Regions from separate parts of the Hordeum vulgare genome. Here region 1 is linked to region 2. Evidence: chromatin contacts called from public Hi-C data. All regions are on one chromosome and are shown on one strand. The core of a region is the stretch at or near the end of the contact, and the rest is flanking DNA. Distances in the headings are between cores, read along the strand shown. Region 1 has its middle 450 kb from the start of LOC123448150. Region 2 has its middle 26 kb from the start of LOC123448148.

Region 1 (3,277 bases), core at 766-3,265, 450 kb after region 2:
AATAATAATAATAATAATAATATGGTCATCCACCACGTTTCCAGATTAGAATCACGATTTCTTTAACTTCCTCCGAAGACCGACACTCAGGCCGACACTTGACTAGTCAACTAGTCGACCTTGACCGTGGACATGGCTACTCGAATAGATTTGTCTCTGCACAGGGTGTACTCTTTACCCACAACCCATGGGTTTCAATAGTCACTCGGACTAATCCCGCGTATGGTATTTTAGAAGTAAGCTCTCAGAACCAGTACACGCCCATTTTTACCCCTCGCGAAGCCCGGCTTCACCCAAACTACGTTGCGAGGGAAAAACCATAAGACGGGGAGGCTCCGACCTCGACTAGCATGGGATCAAATTTATACCGCGCACTAATAGGGAAGGGCCATTCCCTCTCGGTCCCGGACCAAAAACACCCGTGCCCCCTGACCGGATGACTAGATTTAGTCCAGGGCCCTGGATACCTTCATCCCGGCCTCTCTACTTGGTGTGTACCTGGTAATAGATTTACGACCTACTAGACCGTATCCCCTTTCGGGAAGACCCGTGGTAGCACGAAGGGTAAGGTGACACACAAACAAGACTCGATTTACGGTCGACTTGGGAGGTTTAATATTTTTCCTGCAATGGTTATACCACACAATCTTGCTGAAGAGATTATCTCAGGGTTACCACCATCACACCCCGACATGCTTTCACTGACCACTCTCGTCCCACGAGGTGTCAGCCTATGGTCTTATTTCCACCAGACACACCTTACTCCGAGGTTGTCCAGACAAACGTAGCATACAAAGCATGAGGCAGTAACCACTCACCACTTGCCTTCCACAACTTCGCAACAACAATATCCATCACATGCTCTTATGCAAGGTATTATTTCATGCGAGATTTTATTTATCATAATCTACAATCACGCAGTATATGCACCACCACAAACATCACACAACTTTATGCAAATTTGGATTCAAGATGCTTGCCTTTGGAGTTTGCGGAGGGTGATGTGTACCCCAACATCTTGGAGTAGGTATGCTCTCTTCAAAATCCTATTTTAAAAATTATTTGAATTAACACACAAATATAAAATAGCGCACAAAAGTTGTTTGAATATTTTAGAAATAAGTAAATAAACTAGAGGCATTTAGAAAGTGGTAGGAAAAAAGAATCACTCCATTTGGAGTTATATTTTAAAAGTTATAGCTAGTCAAAGATCTGGTCAAACTCTGTTTTTAAAATCAAATATAAAGAAAACGTTTCGGGCAGAGTATGCTTTCCCGCAGAGGAAACGTATTTACCTAAAAAAACTAAGAATACGCCTATCCGGCAGGGAAGCGTACCAGGGGGAACTGCACCACTCAGGGCTGGCTCGCCGACAGGCGAGACCCGCCTGTTGGGTTCCTCTTCTACCTCCTAGGTGCACTAGACACGGAGCAACGGCGGTTCCGATGATGCTTGTCAACGCTAGGGGCTCTGCTCCCGGAGCTGAGCACGCCGACGAGTTATAGGATGAGAGCCCCATCCTCAGGAGGCACCTGAGTCGCGGAGGGGCTCGGGGGCGAGTGCCCTCTGTCCACGGCGGCCTGGGAACTCCAGCGACCGTAGCTTCGGCCTACGGTGCTAATGGCTCGAGGCAACACCGGGAATGGGTTCCTGGGGCTTCAGAGAGGCTAGCAGGGTAGGGAGAGGAGAACGATGGGGCTCGGGCTTCCTGAATCGTGTCGAACGCCGACAGCGACGCTACTGTCACATAGGAGCAGGGGAGCAGCTCTGGCTAAATTGAAGCGAGGGGAGGGTTCTGAGGGTCTAGGGGAAGGGGCTGGCTGCTCAAAGGAGCTCGAGGACTCCATTTATAGCCGGCTCATGTCGGTTTGCGGGGCTGTTGCGGATAAGCTCGTCGGAGATAGAGCTTCAGAAGTTGACAGGGGGCAGCGGGGACGGCTAGCACTGCAGCAACGGCAGCAGGGCAGCGGGGCAGCAAGCACAGGGTGCAGGGGAGGTGGTCCAGGGGCAGCTGGCTGGCTGGGGTTGCTTGGGCGGTGCGGTTACTGCTATTGCGGAGGTGGCCAATAGCTAGCTGCCAGGAGGGGCACTGGTGGCGGCGCTGCAGGGCACAGCGACGGCGACTATCGGTCGGGTGGGGGGTTGACGCGGCACGATGCGACTCTACGGTTCGTAAAAGGGCAAGGCCAGGGATGCGGTGACTCGGGCGTGCTCGCACCCATTTGCGCGCTCTGGCGCATCCAGAGCATACTCATCAGGTGCTCGATGAAATGCTGGGGTGGTCTACCATGATCTGCTGCAGCTAACAGTTAACAGGGTGGGTTAGATGGTAAGGTAAAGCTATTGGACATGAGGGTCTTGCTGGGGAGGCAACTCCACAATGCAGGTTCAAAGCCATGCCAAATCTCGACATGCTCCATAAGTACTTGATGAAATGCCAGAGGCTCCGAATGATCTTCTCTGTAACCCAAAAACTCCAGATCATACCCTCCCTAGGTGTTATCAATGGTGGTAGGGTTAGTTGGAGAAAAGAAGAAATTGGTTAGTGCAACTCTTGGAGAAAACCTATTCTGGACAGAAACTTGAAGCTAAAATCACATGCACTTAAAATCATCCAATGGGGCTCAACTCCTAGGGTTAAGGTTTTGGTTGGGTGCCATACAAGCATGCAAAATATCAAAGCAAATAGAGCAAGGAAAAATATGGTTGTAGTGCAAAGTACCAAACTAGACCAGAACAGAAAGATGGTTGTTTTGCTAAAGAATTTCAAAGCACAAGGTTGGGTTTTTTTTTGCATAAAAGTGAATCTCATGCATCACTTGACATCCCCAAATTTTTGTAGAATTTTTGAAAGATTATTTCCAAGGGTTGTAGTACAAACTCAAATCTGGACCAGATTAGAAAATAAGTTAATGTGCTTAAATATTTCAAAACACTTGGCTAAGTTTTCGCAAAAATATGATCCAGGGACATCACACGTCATCTTCAAGTTTTTATAGAATTTTTAGAAGAAGTGATCACAAGGTTGTAGTGCAAAACATGCCCTTAAAGAAAATATAAGTCATTTATGAATAAAAGAAACCTTGGCAAAATATTAAATAAAATCTCTCACGAAACTGCTAGAAGAAAAGAAATGTATTGATGCAAGTATTCAGGTTCCAACATAAATTTTCAAAAACATTCACTTAGGGAAAGCATCTTTATAAAGGAAAAAGGAGTGTTTCAAAGATTGATCGAAAACCCAGGAAATCAGATTTTAAATAGAAATGGCCAAAAT
Region 2 (3,216 bases), core at 255-2,754:
TGGATGGTGAACCTTGGCCCTTACATCATTTTCATGCTACATGAAGCTAGCTTCATTTGGATGTCTTAACCATGGCCCGTCACCCACAAATAGGGTGTTAAAAACATCATTACATGAATAGTGACCAATATATGCATAGGAAAATAATTAACAAATTGTACCAAGTGGGAAGGATGGCATGTGACTCTACCTAGAATGTTTTCCTTTTGTACCGGCCAACTTTGAAAGGTAAATTTAATTGATTAAGTGGGTCATATGGTTGGTGGAAACCAATTCATCTGGTGTTTGCTGAGTGAAGTGAGAAATGATCCATCCCCTGAAAGGTCGAAACGTTGAAGCTAGGGGGCCCACAGGCACAGGCAGGGGTATGTTGTTGTACTATTATGTATGGATGCCTATCAGGTCAGGCACCTTTCATTGCATTATTGGTGAGACCCCCTGGTCCTTTTGGAGATAATGATGTTCAAAGGAAACTTGTGATTTTGGAGAAAAGGCAGGCCTTCTGTTTGCATGTGAAACAAACCTTTAAGCAAATTAGCTTGTTAGAAACGATCTTCACTTACAAATCAAAGAAGCAGGTCTCCTTCATACACAACATTAATCGACTACTATAAGTTAGGACGCCGCTACGCGTCGATCGACGAATCTTTCTAAAAGATCCGTCGCCTCGTGAGACGTATGATTGTGCGGAGTGAGCGGTGGAACGTCATCCTCTATGATTACAACAAAGGTCATGTTGTAATAATTTTTTGTAACACGGGTCATGTTGCAGACATTTTCTGTAACACGGATCATGTTGTAAAAAAATTAAATATAGACCAAGTTGTAGTTTTTTTTTTCCAACAGAAGCCATGTTTTTTCTTTTTTGCAATAAAGATATTGTTCAGGCCTTTTTTTGCAGCCGAGGCCTTATTGCAATTTAATCATTTTTGTGACAAAGGTCAATGTGATCTTGCGAGGCTTTCTTGCACAAAGGAGAGATTGTGGGAGCCAGGTCCATCACATCACGTGCAATCAAGGCGGCGGACGCGAGCGTGTCCATAATTCGTAGGTCGAACCATATCATTTTTCTATAAGTTAAAACAATATCGGCCCTAAAAGCATATATATGTTTTTGCGAGGCGACTCTAAAAGCATTTTGCAAAGGAAGAAAATTCTAAAAGCATCAATACCTTTTTTCTAGAAAAATTCTTTCACGAGTGCATACATACGGGTACAAAATATGCATGTTGCGCAGTCATCGGTCAACAGATGTACAAAGCTTTCACGGGTCACGCGGATGAAAAGAGCACCACGCACGAACAGCAGCACCACCACCACCAGCACCACAGAAGGAAGCGGAGGAGGAGAGGAATCTTAGCTAGCTTGAGCGAGATGGCAAGAGTAGAAATTGGTTCCCGTACGTGTTGAACGGTGGTGGTTGCCCAAGTGCCCAGTGTCCACTCCGGCCAGCTGGTGTTGGTGTACCCCCTCGGTTCGCGACCGGGCAGCCCGGCCAGGAGGTATCCGCTTCGCCGCGCGCAGCGACTGACGACAGCATTCCATTCCAGGAGCCGAAAGGCTATACGTACGTTGTGCAGCGACGGGTGTCGACACTTTTCCCTGAAGCTGACATGCACGCATGATAGTCATCGCTTCCAGCCGTTTCCAACGTGTAGTTGCTGTTTCTTTCATCATTGTGCTACAGTATATTTTCCCACGCATAAAGACGTCATTTGTTTTTCCTTTCCGACTAGGAGTACTTACTTTTTCTTCTGTCATTGACATCGATCTACCTTCTTTAATTATGTAATCTGCTGTGTCCTTTTGTCAGGAATGAAAAACATGCAATTATCAGGCTGACAGTTGACACCCGATGCATGCACGCACAACAGGACGTCCTTGGCTAACTAATTAAACCCACGAACTAGCTGTAGTTGGGTTTCTAGTTTCCCCCAACTATATTTGACTAATTTCTTTTAACTATAATTATTTGGAAACGGGGAAGTAGTACGTAGGTTGGAGTTGACTCGTCTCGAGAGGGTAGTGCCATCAAAACTGAAGAATAAGTCATCCTGTCTATCATGAGAATGGACAGAGAAATCTACCGATTTATTCCCTCATCTAATGCTTAAACCACGGTTTATACTTCACGTCTCGCTGCACAAACACCAAGAAAACTAAGGACAACTCTAACTAATCCCCTATTCAAAGGATAATTTATGTTTTCTTCCTCTATGTCGCATCAAACATCATGAAATAGGCTTTCGCCTCGCTATAGCAACCATACAATATAACGTGAAACCATTGTTGGGGTAAACAACACATTCATGCAAAAAAAAAGAGAAATCAATGCCAACACTGACGGATCAACGAAAACAACAATGACCCGACACCGTTGTGTCCCCTCCAAAATATTCCCACCACGATTCAAGCACTCTCATTCATCACGTACCAAGTAGCACCTACAAGAAGGATAGTGACGACTACGACACTGCTGCCCGGACAGGTCCTAGGGTTTCCCTCAGTATGCTCCGGGGAGTGGGGAGGAGATACACCCGACACCCTTCAAGAAGGAAGGGTGACACTCTCAAGCGTCACCGTGTCGGTGTCAAATGGCAAGAATTTCTCCCAACCCCCAAACCACCACCTCCCGGACAATTAGAGGCGCTCCGCTAAGCATGCCATCCACCAACATACGCCACCACGACCTTGCAGTCATCATCGTCGTCTCACCATAGCCAACGTAGCAAGGCTGGTCAGTCTGAGGCGAATCACCCGAAGACAAGGTCTGACAGGAGGACAACCACGTAGGAGGGAACCACCTCCACCATCCAAGACAGTTGTCGTCCGGACAAGACGACAAGAGCACACCGAGCCATTGGAACCGGAGGGCGGTAGCATCGCAACCATCCGGAGGACGTCCTCCACCGCCGTCGGCGGGTGCCGACTGCACACAACAGCAGGGACACACCAGGCCAAATAGGCCCGACCAAGCCCCGGAGCTCATAAAGTCCCCGTCGCCGTGCTGCTACACGTAGGCCGCCGCCGCCGCCGCTACCCTCATGCAGCCCAAAAGCTCAGTCGGGCATGGACAAGCCCATGAAGCTCCCAACGCCACGCTGCAGCGGAGCAGCGTCGATGCAGTCATCCCCGCCGCGAGCCACGCCGCAGGCCAACCAGAGGCAACGAGGCAGGCCCGACCTGACCCAAATCGGGCCCTAGGGGCTCAGATCT

The links. Hi-C and Micro-C count contacts between places; a contact is called where the count stands out from the background.
Region 1: a Hi-C map of leaf shows a contact between it and region 2, with 4 times the contacts expected there. The contact joins two enhancer-like sites. A contact is called at or near these places in 2 of 6 Hi-C or Micro-C datasets (both in leaf).

The regions. Positions count from the first base shown.
Region 1 is chr4H:135,043,841-135,047,117 of MorexV3_pseudomolecules_assembly, forward strand. No RefSeq gene overlaps it. Among protein-coding and RNA genes, the nearest start is that of LOC123448150, 450 kb to the right of the region's middle. Within about 2 kb of position 2,016, at least 2 of the 3 cell types and tissues checked have open chromatin away from gene starts, as enhancers often do. A contact at or near this core is called in leaf, where this site is marked.
Region 2 is chr4H:134,592,162-134,595,377 of MorexV3_pseudomolecules_assembly, forward strand. No RefSeq gene overlaps it. Among protein-coding and RNA genes, the nearest start is that of LOC123448148, 26 kb to the left of the region's middle. Within about 2 kb of position 1,505, at least 3 of the 3 cell types and tissues checked have open chromatin away from gene starts, as enhancers often do. A contact at or near this core is called in leaf, where this site is marked.